2 separate regions of the Anser cygnoides genome follow, and region 2 is linked to region 1. Evidence: chromatin contacts called from public Hi-C data. All regions are on one chromosome and are shown on one strand. The core of a region is the stretch at or near the end of the contact, and the rest is flanking DNA. Distances in the headings are between cores, read along the strand shown.

Region 1 (5,624 bases), core at 1,968-4,467:
ACGTAACTTGTAGGTAATGGCTGTGCTTTCTCCTTTGTCTAGTATGGCTGCACGTTGTTTCTGGGATGCTGACACTGACAGCTATGCTCACGATGTTTTCGTTAATGTAAGTATTGACTGTTTTACCATAGGAAATGTAAAGCTACTACTTCTTGTATGAGAGACAGACTAACTTTAAAATGTGAAGCAGGCAAAAGCAACTGCTAGCCCCTTTGGAAGTAACCAAAGCCAAATCAAAACAGTATGATTTACAGTCTCATTCACAAATTCATTAAATAGACATAATATCCAACACAGTAAAACTTGTTTATTGAGTAGATCATATGATATTGTACAAAAGTCATTTAAGTTGCACCGTCTTACAGGTAGGGAGAGGAAGCACAAGAGATGAAGTGCTTTGTTTTTTTACATGCTTTGCTGAGCTGCTATCCAGAACTACCGCTGGAATTCAGGACTGAGCAAAAGCCAATATTTTATTTTAAAACCTCCTTCATTACTGTCCTGACTCCACGGAGCGTTTCCCAGGTTAAATTCTCTGTGAAGGGCTTCAGACTCTCTGCTGTCAAAGGCATCAGGCTGCAGGACTTTCAGGAAGGAGAATGTCCTTTTCGTGAGCTACAGGTAACAGGCAGGAGCACTGATTGCTCTTTGATGGTGAGAACATTCACCTAGATTTGGGTTTGGCCACTGCAGCAGAAATTTTTCATGCTTTACGTTGTTTCTGGGTCGTTATTTTCTCTTCACTGAGCTGCAGTTGAGAAATTGTTGGGACCCATTCCCAGTGCCTGTGGATCCTGAAACGGTAGGGGTGCTCTAAGAACGCCCTCTGAGTGGAGCCCAGAGGTGTACTCGGCTTTGGGCCCTGGAGAGGTGAAGGCAGGGCAAGGGTGAAGTTATTCAGTTCTGATGAGACTGGGACACTTGTAGGTACACATAGGAATGACACCTGCACACCTTTGGGTGTGCGGCTGGAGAAACCTGAGGCACTTCTGGCATTCAGACTCACTGACCTGGGTTACACCACACCTGAAGTAAATAAGTGACTAAAAAGACAAAATTTTGAAGGACTTTACAGTATAAAGCTATAACTATTTTTAGTGCTCTGGTCCGAGTGTTCCCCCAGGCTAGCCTTTTCAGTTACGCTAGCAAAGAGTTTGCCTTTACTAACGCAGAGCCTTTCTGTTTTCCCCAGGACAGCCTCTTTTGTGTGGTAGCTGCATTTGGCTGCTTCTACTATTGAAGATGGTACAGATTGCACAAAAGGTGGGGAGGAATACATTAGAGTATTTTTGTTAACACGCTCAAAGGCACCATATTCTTCCTTTAATACCTAACACAATACAGCTCTACAAAGCACGTCCTACACCTGTTACACTACAACATCCCCCCTCCCTTGTGGATATTAATATAGCTTTAAGCACATTATTATTATCTCCTTTATTTAAATTTGTTTTTATGTAGCGTACTGGTTTTGTCCTAAAAAGTATACTGCCAATAGCCATTGTTTCTAGGGCAAACCCAACTTTTGTTGTAAAAGAGCTCTGTTACTTTTACTTCTGTTAATTTTCTGAAGTGAATGAAATATTTCTAAGAAATGTAACTTAATAAATCTGTGTATTTACTGTTTCTCTCCTGTGTGTTTACCCTTGCTATTTCCACCGCTTATTCTTTTTCTCCACTCTGCAAAATGCACTAGCCTTGATTGCTCATCAGTGCTTCTCAGATAAGCATTTTCTGAGGATTCTTTGTAAATTAATCAATAAAGCTGATCTCTAATTCTGGCTATCCAGACTTGTTACTATGACTTCTGTAAGAATTATGTTGTCAGTCCCAGCCAAGTGTCACATGCAATGATATTAATTGACAAGAAGACAAGTTACTTAGGACAATAGTTCAAGGCAGTAGCCTGCACACCCCACCAAGTGCCCAAACTTCCAGCTGTATCTCCTCGTTGGTTCTGTGCAATTTGGCACCTGTGGAAATGTTGAATAATCATTGCTCAGTGCCCAATTCAATAGATATTGCAGTGCTTTCTCAATCTTTGCCTTTCTGTAACTGTTTCAGGATACGCAGTTGGATATTTGGAGACCAAAATTGTTAGGACTCGAGCCTTGAAAGGAACAATAGAAAAGGCTGCTGTAAATCAGAAAAGGAGCTCCAAAATCTCTTATCTCCCCAAAAGTTAGAGGATGAGGTTGGTTCCTGAGAGATGGGTGCTACTGGAATGCATCTGAAATGCCCAGTGTAAGACAGGAGGAGTTGCTCTCTTGTGATGCCCGTTCTCTCTCTGTGCTGACTGAGGAAGAAGCATAGCTGAACAATTTCAACTGCATGAATGGTTCTTGCAGTGCTAAAGCTTAGCACGGTGAATCCTGAATCCCACCCTCACCAACTGTTAGAGCAGAACACACACTGCCCGTGCATCTTTTAGCAGAGAAGTCAAAAATTATGGTTCATCTTCTAGAATCACTCTTCTGTCTACAATCCTGAAACAAGTACGCTGCTATTTCTGTAATAGGTTTGTGTGAAAGCAGCTTCATCTAATTTACCTCTGATGGGAAATAGGTGGTGGCTTCCCTGATGTCTTTGTATCTGTGACACGTTAAATGAGCTGCCGAGGATGTAATGGCACCACTAAGTGTGTGTGAACCTGAGAGTCCACAAGCTTTGGAAAACAGTGAAACAACCCATTAAAAAAATTCACTGAGAGATTATATATACCCTCAGACTTGTATTGATGTTTTTATCAAGTCACAGTAATTAAATCATGATTTTTTTTGCACTGCGGGTGTTCTGGTTTTGGAGGTTTTTAACACCTGCTTCACAAAGGCATTGCACAAAGCACAGGTCTAAGTCTGGTAACTCCAGTTACCCGTAACAGCAGCAGGGTAAGGGGTAGTGTTTCCCCTGAAGAAAAACCAAGGGGCTGCGAACAACACAGCCTGGTCCCTGTCAGCCTTTAGGGCGAGCACCGGGGGTCCTGCAGCCGGTCCCGGGACGCAGTACCCCCCCGATAACTTGCACCATTTATCCTCGATGCTTGCCCTGCCGTAGCGAGGCTGCGGGCCGCGGCGTTCTCCCGCACACCCCAGCCACCCGCTGACCTTGTCACCCAGCGGCCAAACCCTGCGGCACCCCCGCCCCGACCCCTCCGCCTCGGCCGGCCGAGGAGCAGCCGGGGCCCGGAGGGAGGCGGCGGGGACGCTGCGGGCCCGGAACGCGGCTTCGGGCCGCGGTTTCCCGAGGCGCCGCCGGTCCCTTCCTGCGGCCCGGGCCCTGCGCGGCGGCTCCGCCCGCGCCCCGTTGGCGGCAGCGGGGCGGGACCGGCACCGGCACCGGCAGGCTCCGGCTCCAGGGCTCCGGCACCGGGTGAAGGTAGGGGGGGACGGGGGAGCGGGACCCGCACCGGGAGGGCCCCGGGGGGGCTGCACCGGGCGGTGCTCGCCCCGCAGCCGGGGGGGCGGGCGGGTTAATGGGGTCGGAATTAGGGACCGGGGGGGGGCAGCGGTTCGGACAGGGCACGGTCCGAAAGGGGGGGGTTGGTCGGAGGGTGGCCGCTGGGTTTGGTGGTGAGACGTGTTGTGAATGCCTGCGCGGTGCTTAGCGGAGGGTAATCGCAGGGTTAGGAAAATTTATGGGTTGGCAGGTTCCTAGCGCGAGGAGGGGGTTGCAGTGGTCTCGGGGGGGTTGTAATGGTCTCGGTGTTACCGCAGGGTGAGCCCTGAAGGCGGCTGGGGGGCTTGGTGGCGATGGGCAGCCCTCCTGAGGGAGGCTGGCACCCAGCTCTCAGTAGGCGCTGCTGGCGGACCCTAAAACACGAGGAGCAACCCGAAAGCCAGGCAGAACGACCGCCCGTCCTTGTACATTACGGCCCCTGAGCAAGCCCCAAACCTGCGATATGCTCCAGAAACCTGCTCCTGCAAACCACAGCAGAGACCTTGTTGCGTGCCGGGGCGCTCGGTGCCCCAGGTTACGGTGTGCCCAGCAGGGCTGCGAATTCACCGAAAAGGTCCTGCCGGCAATTCCTTTATTTTTTTATACCTCATAGCAGCACAGCCTCGGTGATCACACAGCACCCTGCTCAGCCGTGGCGGCGGTGGGGAGAATCACCTCGAGCCTTTGGGGCTCGGGTGGCGCCCGGCATCCTTCCACTGACCGCAGAGTGCTGGTACCAGATCTGCGTGTGGCTGCTAACACATCGCAAGCAGCCGAAGCAGCCCGTGTTTTGAGTGTGGGCAGGGCTCTGTGTGTGCCAGACCCCGCCGAACCTTTGCGAGGGGCTGGAGGGCTTGGAGCAGAGCAGGCACCGAGCGCGGGGACAGCCGCAGTCTGGGCCGTTTCCACTCGCTTTTTGTGCCGGTGCCCTCGGTCTGGGGCACTGGGCAAGGCTGGGCTGTGAATGAGGTTGGCGTGGAGATTGGGCAAGATTTTTAAACACCGACTGAAGAGAGATCCTGATCTCTCCCAGTAATTACGTACGGGTTAACCCCCGTCTTGTAAACAGCCTTTCATCAGTATCTAGAGGAGTATGTGATGAGCCTTGTCATTAACTTCTTCTGAGCCTTCCTGTCTCCAGCGGATCTCTACAGAGATGCATACCAGTGAGATTAATCACAAATTGGGGGCTGGAGATGGAGAGCAGAATACAAGGTCTGTTCTCCCCATGGCTGAGGAATGCAGGGTAGGTTGGGCGCTTTGCAGCCTGGCAGGGGAATTGTCTGAGGTGACAGGACCTCTTCCTTCTCCCTGAGGCTGTCGCTTCGTGCCTTCCATGTGTCAGGGCAATTCTTCGCCGCGGACAGCTGCCAGAGTGCAAAGTTTAGTAGTATTTGCCTACAGATGAGTCAGCAGAAGAGAAATAGCTTGCCTTCTGTATAGTGGAATCATCTTGTAGGCAGAGCAGCACATGACAGTCACATCTGACCGTGCTAACAACGCCTTCCGAGTTCAGCGGGCGACGGGAGCGTGCGAGCAGGCTGCGGAGCCGGGGGCTCGGTGTCCCGGTGTGCCGGCCTCCTGCTGACCTTCACCTCTGCTGGTAAATGCAACAGCTCGGGGCTGGAGCGCTTACGGGGTTGTGGCAGCCACCTCTTGTTCCGTACGTGTTTCGAGTTTAAGTAGCAGGTTTTATTTTGCCTTGTTGTGTGAATCTGCAAGCAGGACGCAGCAGAAGCGGCAGGAGAAATCCTGCTGCTGCACGTAGATTTGCAAATCGTAATATTCTTCGAGAAATCCCTCGAGTCTCGAAACACAAAGAATGCAGATGAGTCAGGTCCCCGTTCCGTCAGTGGGCTGGGGATGCAGGAATATCTGCTCTGTTTCTGTGGTGTCACGCGAGGCAGGGTCCTGCGACACTGTGAATGCCTACACTGGGGGCTAAACAAAACATCAGTGCTGCCCAGGAAGGAGCAGTCCCTGAGGTAAGGCTTTGGTAAGCAACAGGATTTGCTGCACCAATTCTGGGACCTTGTCCGTATGCCACAGGTGCTGTGGTGAAATTCCAGCTCAGATGATGATTAGTTAACTCGCGCTAAGGGGAAAAAAAAATTAATTTTCCTTGTGCTGCTCAATGCCTGTCCTTTCTCCCCCGCAAGAAGTGGCTGCGTTCCTGTGGGAAATGCCCT
Region 2 (5,624 bases), core at 1,416-3,915, 70 kb after region 1:
CCTCGCCGAGGGGTCCCGGCGCTGAGTAATGCGGCTGGCTGGCGGCGAGCGGGGAAGGTAAACAGGAAAAGGGCTGAGCTAGTGGCCGCGGGTGACTCACAGGTGACTCCAGGAAACCGCGGGGCCCGTGCCAGCCTCGCCGAGCTGGCACCGCAGGCGGCAGTGCCACCCTCCGCACGGCCTGGCGGGACAGCAGGCAGCCCCCCCCCCCAGGGTCCCCCCGGCGCGGGGCAGGGGGGACGTGGCGGGTGCGGGATGGGGAGAGGCTGGGGGTGCTGCTCGGGGTGCCCTCCTGGGGTCCCCTAGCTGTGTTTGTCCCCCGCCGAGGCAGGGCTCTGCCGCTGCCCTGTCCCACCCCTGCTGGTGGCCGTGTCCCCCCCTGGCTGCTCCTGCCCTGGGGTGGCCCCAGGGGGTTTCTCTGCTCAGGTCCCCCTGCCCACGCCAGCCTGCTTGCAGGAGGCTCACCCCACGCAGGGCTCCACCATGACGTAGGAAGGAAGCAAGGGAGACCCCGCAGCCCCGCGTCCCTCACCGTGGTCCCCTCAATTCCCCCCATGGGGGCTGGGATATTTGGGGTTGGACAGCAGCGCCCAAGCTGCTCGGTCCCATGCACGGTGCTTGTGCTGCCCCTGGTGGCGTGGGACGCGGGTGTCACCCACCCCACGGCTCCCGCACGTCCTGCGCCACCCGGGGCTCGGAAGGGGCACGTCCTTTAGGGAGCTCCGTTCCTCATCCCCCGCATCCCCAGCGGGTCGGATCCTGACCCCTTCCCGGGGCGCGGGGTGGGGGGCAGAGCGCGCCACGGGTGCGGGGTTAGGATCCGGGGCACCCTCCCTGGCCGTGCCACCGCCTGCCTGCGTGACCCCGGGTGAGTCACTTCGCCTCCTCCCGTGTCACCGGGGCAGGGCGCGTGCCCCGCTCCCACCGCCACCCCCGGGGGGGTCTCGCCGTCCTCCCACGCCGTCCGTAACGAAGGTCCTTTTTGTTCCTCAGGGCCGAGAATTACTGGTGGCGGGGTCAGAATAAGCGGACCCTAAAAGTGGGCCAGTTCCCCCGAAACACGGTGACCTCGGTGGCGGGGCTGTCGGCCCACGACATCAGCCAGCCGCTTAAAAACAGCTTCATCCACACAGGCCATGGAGACACCAACCCGCAGCAGTGCTGGGGGTTTCCCGATAAAATTGATGAGTAAGAAACTTTCTGTCTTCTCTGCACCCCGCTGCCTCCCCCCCCCCTCCCCGCCTTCACGGGAGCCAGCCACAGCTTGGCTTTCCTCCCTTTAAAAAAAAAAAAACACTCCTCTTCCTCCCTGGTGTGCTGGGGCTGGTGGCTCCTGGCAGGGTCCCCGCAGCTTGACTAACTCCCTCGCCTCTTCTCACTAACGGGGTCGGGCGCTGCATGGGGGGGAGCTTGGGGGCCGCGGAGCTGTGCTGGTGGGGCTGCTCGTGATGGGGTGTGGGGCCAGGCTGGGCACGGAGCCCCTCGTCCCAGCCTCGTGGCCCCTCGGTGCTTCGCAGCACCCCTGCTGCATAGGGACGGGGGAAATGTCCCCCCAGAGGTGGCTGCCGACGTTTTTGGGGTGTCCTGGGGCATCGTGTGCTTGGAGGGGAGTCGGTGTGAGCGTGCAGCCTGGCCGCGTGCTTTTAACAGCGTGTGTCCTCTTAAAAAGCAAAATATATATATTAAAAAAAAAGAAAAAAGGGGGGGCCGGGCATCGTGCAGCGTGTCCTGGCAGGAGCTGGGTGCCAGGACCCCGCACCCCGGGGTGCCGCAGCGCCCAGGAAGCTGTGGGCAGGGTGCGCTGGCTTGCTGCGGGGTCACGGCGGCTCTCTGCCAGCGCTGGGGCTGGGGGGGCCGTGGGAGGGCTGCTTGGGGGGGGGCAGGGTACGATTTCAAAGCCTGGAAAGCTCCCGCTGGGCCGAGCCAGCTCCCGCGCCCGTCTCACCGCATCCCATGGGCCGGCGATCCCCGTGGCCGTTGGGCACCCCGGCCCGATACGGCCCCGCTGGTACTCTCGATCCCATTCTGCCCCCGTCCCCACGGGGCCGTGTCCCGGCGGCCCCCCCGGAGCGTTTCATCGCCGCGCGTGCGCGCCTCGTGCCCCGGCAGGCCTCCCCGCGCCCCGCTGCGTGGGCACGCGCCCTGGGTACGTGCCGTCCGGGCCGCGGAGAACGCACCGAGCCCGGCACACGCCCAGGCCTTGGGGCTCCGCCGGCTCCCTGCCTCACCACGCCTGGCTTGCGACGGCTCGCCCGGGCCTCCCGCCGCGCTGCTCCCGCCGTGCCCCGGGCGCACGCGGCACCCCCGAGCACCCCGGTGCGGCACCGCGGCTCTCCGTGCCTCGTGTGCGTGGCACGTTGTGCACCGATGGGTGTCGGAGCCGGGGAGGGGATGGGTGGCACCGGGATGGCACCGGGGGGCTGTGCCCTGGAGGGAAAAGCCTCTCGGGGTGCATCCCCGGGCAGCCAGCAGTCACGGGGACGGCGCTCGCAGCGGGATGTGGATCTCCCTGCGGGGCACGGTGCTTGGTGGAGGGGCTGTGGGGTCTTCCCCGTGTCCCCAACTCATAGCAAGGGGCAGGTTTTTCCTCCTCTCGCCCCCCAGCAGCCCCCCACCGTAGGCGGGGGTGTGCTGAACGTGCGCCCGAGCACGTGCTGCAAGCGTGGGGAGTGCGGGGGCCCTGCGCAGCGCCCCGCTGAGCCCCCGCGGCGCTCTTCTCTCTCCCCGCAGGCTGTACCTGGGAAATCCCATGGACCCTCCTGACATTTTAGGTGTGGACCTGACTGCTGCCAGACCCACCCAGCTTCCAGGAAGGGCTAAAAGTAAGCAGCTTTTCCCCCTGCACCCCCTGCCTCCAGCCCGTCAGCTGCGCAAAGTCCCTTCTCTCTGCGCCGGGAGCTGCGCCCTTTCACCTGGGTGACGGGCAGGATCTGTCCCTCCGTCCCCTCCGCTCTGTCTCTCTGCTGCCACTCGCTTGCTGCAGCCCCGGGTGGCAGGGAGCCGGGGTGACGGCGCGTGCCAGCGGTGTGGGCGGCTCTGCCCAGCCCCGCCAGGCTGGACTCTGCCCCGCTGGCCTTCGGCCGGGCCCCTCGTCCCCTCCCGGGGCAGGGCTCCCCGTTGCGGGGGAGATCGGCTCGGCGCAGTCGGAGCCGCGACGTCCCCGGGCGGGGAGGGAGGTCAGACACAGCGCGAGTGCCACCAACCCCCTAAATCTGCAATCCGGGGGGAGCTGGGGGGGGGGGGGGGCCACCAGCATCTGCTCCCGGCCAGCAGCGGCTGGAGGGGGTACGAAGCATGCACCGCGCCCCCGCTAACAACCGCCCCGGCTGCCGCTTGCTCCCCGCGCTCCCCCTGCGCCTCCCCTGCTCTCGGGCTCTCTCTTCTCCTGCAGGGCAGCCGCCTCCGCGCCCGCCTCAGCCTTCAATCCTGCTTACGAGTAAGTCGGGCTGTTCTGGGAGCCGCCAGCCCTGCTCGTGCCCCCCTCTCTTCTCTCTTAGCTCCTTTCTTCCAAGGTACTCGGGGCGTGCTGTGCGCTTCTCAGCCGGGGCAGCCCCCGGCCCTCGCCGGCACGCACGGGCACCGCCGGGCACCCGCGGGTGACAGCGCGGCTCTGCTCCCCGCGGAGGAACGCGTCCCCAGCCCTCCAAACCCGGGGCAGGCGTCCCCGGGGAGATGGTGCCGCCCGTGCTGCCTGCCCCTGGGCATCTCCAGGCTTGTCCCCCTCCTCGCACGTCTTCCCTGGAGGGACCGGCGGGGACTAACCGCTCCGAGGGGCCACCCGCCTCCGGTACTGACCCGGGTGCCGCTGGACCGGGCATGGCTGCAGCGTGGCATGCGCTGGGGTGGCCGTGGAGCAAGGGGGAGACAGGGCAGGGTCCCAGGGGGTGGGGAAGGGCAGGGGCACCTCGGGTGCAACCCCCCGTCCCCCTCCCCGGATCCTGCCCCAGGAAGGCAAGCATTGCTGTGGCCAAGGTGGGAGTGGGGCGAGGAGGCACGGAGTGGTGGAGCTGAGGCTGCCGTGCCATGGGTTTGGGGGAGCTTCCTGTATGCTGGGGTCTCGCCGCGGCTTCGGGAAGGAGGGCAGTTGGGATCTGGAGTCATTCCCAAGGAGGGTTGTCCCCACCTGGGGACGGGAGTTGGGGGTGTTGGTGGGTGACGCGATGGGACCCTCACCGCCTTCTCCCTTGCATCCTAGAGCCCTCCTACGACCCGGTCAGCGAGGAGGACGAGGGCCTGTCGTCTGGCTTCCGAAAACTCTGCCTGAAGAAGCCGGGCCCGGGGAAGGGTCTGCGGCTGGCCAAGCCCTCTGCCCGCGTGCCCGGCACCAAGGTGGGCGAGCGGCAGCCCGGCCGGCCGCCCAGCGAGGGACCGGGGAGCGGCGAGGTGACCCTCATCGACTTCGGGGAGGAGGTGCCCCCCGCCAGCCCCTCGCCCGTGGGGGAGCTGACGGCCCCCTCCCTCGCCAAGCTGGCCATGGAGGCCTTCTCGCTGCTGGACAAGACCCCCCCGCAGAGCCCCACGCGAGCCCTGCCCCGACCCCTCCACCCCACGCCGGTGGTGGACTGGGACGCGCGGCCCTTGCCCCCGCCGCCCGCCTACGACGACGTGGCGCAGGACGAGGACGACTTCGAGGTGTGCTCCATCAACAGCCCCCCCGGGCGGCGGGGCAGCCGTGCCGGGCTGCCCAGGGCGCGCGAGCGGGGCGAGACCAACTACGGCTTCGTGGACGAGGGCGAGCGGGCGGCGGGGCTGGAGGACAACCTCTTCCTGCCCCCCAAGGAGGCCAAGCAGCCCAGCCTGACGCAGACCACCGAGATCTTCGAGGAGCTGCAGCAGGAGTGCATGAAGAGGTTCAACGTGCCCCGGGGGCCGGCCGCCTGCCCGGCAGATGACAAACCCCAAATCCCTCCCCGCGTCCCCATCCCGCCCCGGCCCCTGCGCCGCAACGAGCCCGGGCGCTGGTCGGGGGAGCTGTCCCCGGCCTCGGGGGGCGAGGAGGACCGGCCGCCCCAGATTCCCCCCCGGGACCCGCTGTCGCAGCCCACCTCGCGGACGCCCAGCCCCATGGCCCTGCAGGTGGGCTCCCCCCAGCAGCGCGGCGCCCTGTGCTCCTGCCTCTCCACCTCGCCGGGGAAGCCCATGCCCACCACGCAGAGCTTCGCCCTCGACCCCAAATACGCCACCCCCAAGGTGATCCAGGCGCAGGGCAAGGACTGCTCCAAGGGGCCCTGCATCCTGCCCATCGTGAAGGACGGGCAGAAGGTCAGCAGCACCCACTACTACCTGCTGCCCGAGCGCCCTGCCTACCTGGACAAGTACGAGAAGTTTTTCAAGGAGGCCAAAAGCCCCGAGGAGGCACCGGCGTCCCGCGTGGTCACCACGGCCACCGTCCGGCCCATGGTGCAGCAGCAGCCGGACTACAAGGCCAACTTCTCCTCCAACAACAGCAACCTCGGGCCCAAGTGCCTGGTGAAAGCCTCCTGCAGCCTCCAGAAGATTGTCTACGATGGGCCGGATGGCTACCGCCCCTCCGAGAAGATCCGGCTGGTAAGCGGCTTCATCGGGGGACGCGGTGGCTTTTGGCCGGGTGGCCGTGGGCTTGTTGTGTCGCTTGGGCAACAGCC

What was found. A called contact is a pair of places that touch in the nucleus more often than the background predicts.
Region 2: a contact with region 1 is called in a Hi-C map of liver, with 3 times the contacts expected there. The contact joins the enhancer-like site here to the promoter of PCYT1A in region 1. A contact is called at or near these places in 2 of 7 Hi-C or Micro-C datasets (blood and liver).

Annotation. Positions count from the first base shown.
Region 1 is chr9:16,484,081-16,489,704 of Taihu_goose_T2T_genome, forward strand. PCYT1A (phosphate cytidylyltransferase 1A, choline) reads left to right here and starts at 3,218. Exons shown (of 9, transcript XM_048076771.2): 1 at 3,218-3,375. DYNLT2B (dynein light chain Tctex-type 2B) reads left to right here. Exons shown (of 6, transcript XR_010833466.1): 6 at 43-107.
Region 2 is chr9:16,554,541-16,560,164 of Taihu_goose_T2T_genome, forward strand. TNK2 (tyrosine kinase non receptor 2) reads left to right here. Exons shown (of 17, transcript XM_067002063.1): 12 at 2,731-2,822; 13 at 3,392-3,436; 14 at 4,196-5,547. Among named protein-coding and RNA genes, the nearest start is that of MUC4, 9.0 kb to the right of the region's middle. Within about 2 kb of position 2,666, at least 1 of the 3 cell types and tissues checked has open chromatin away from gene starts, as enhancers often do. A contact at or near this core is called in liver, where this site is marked.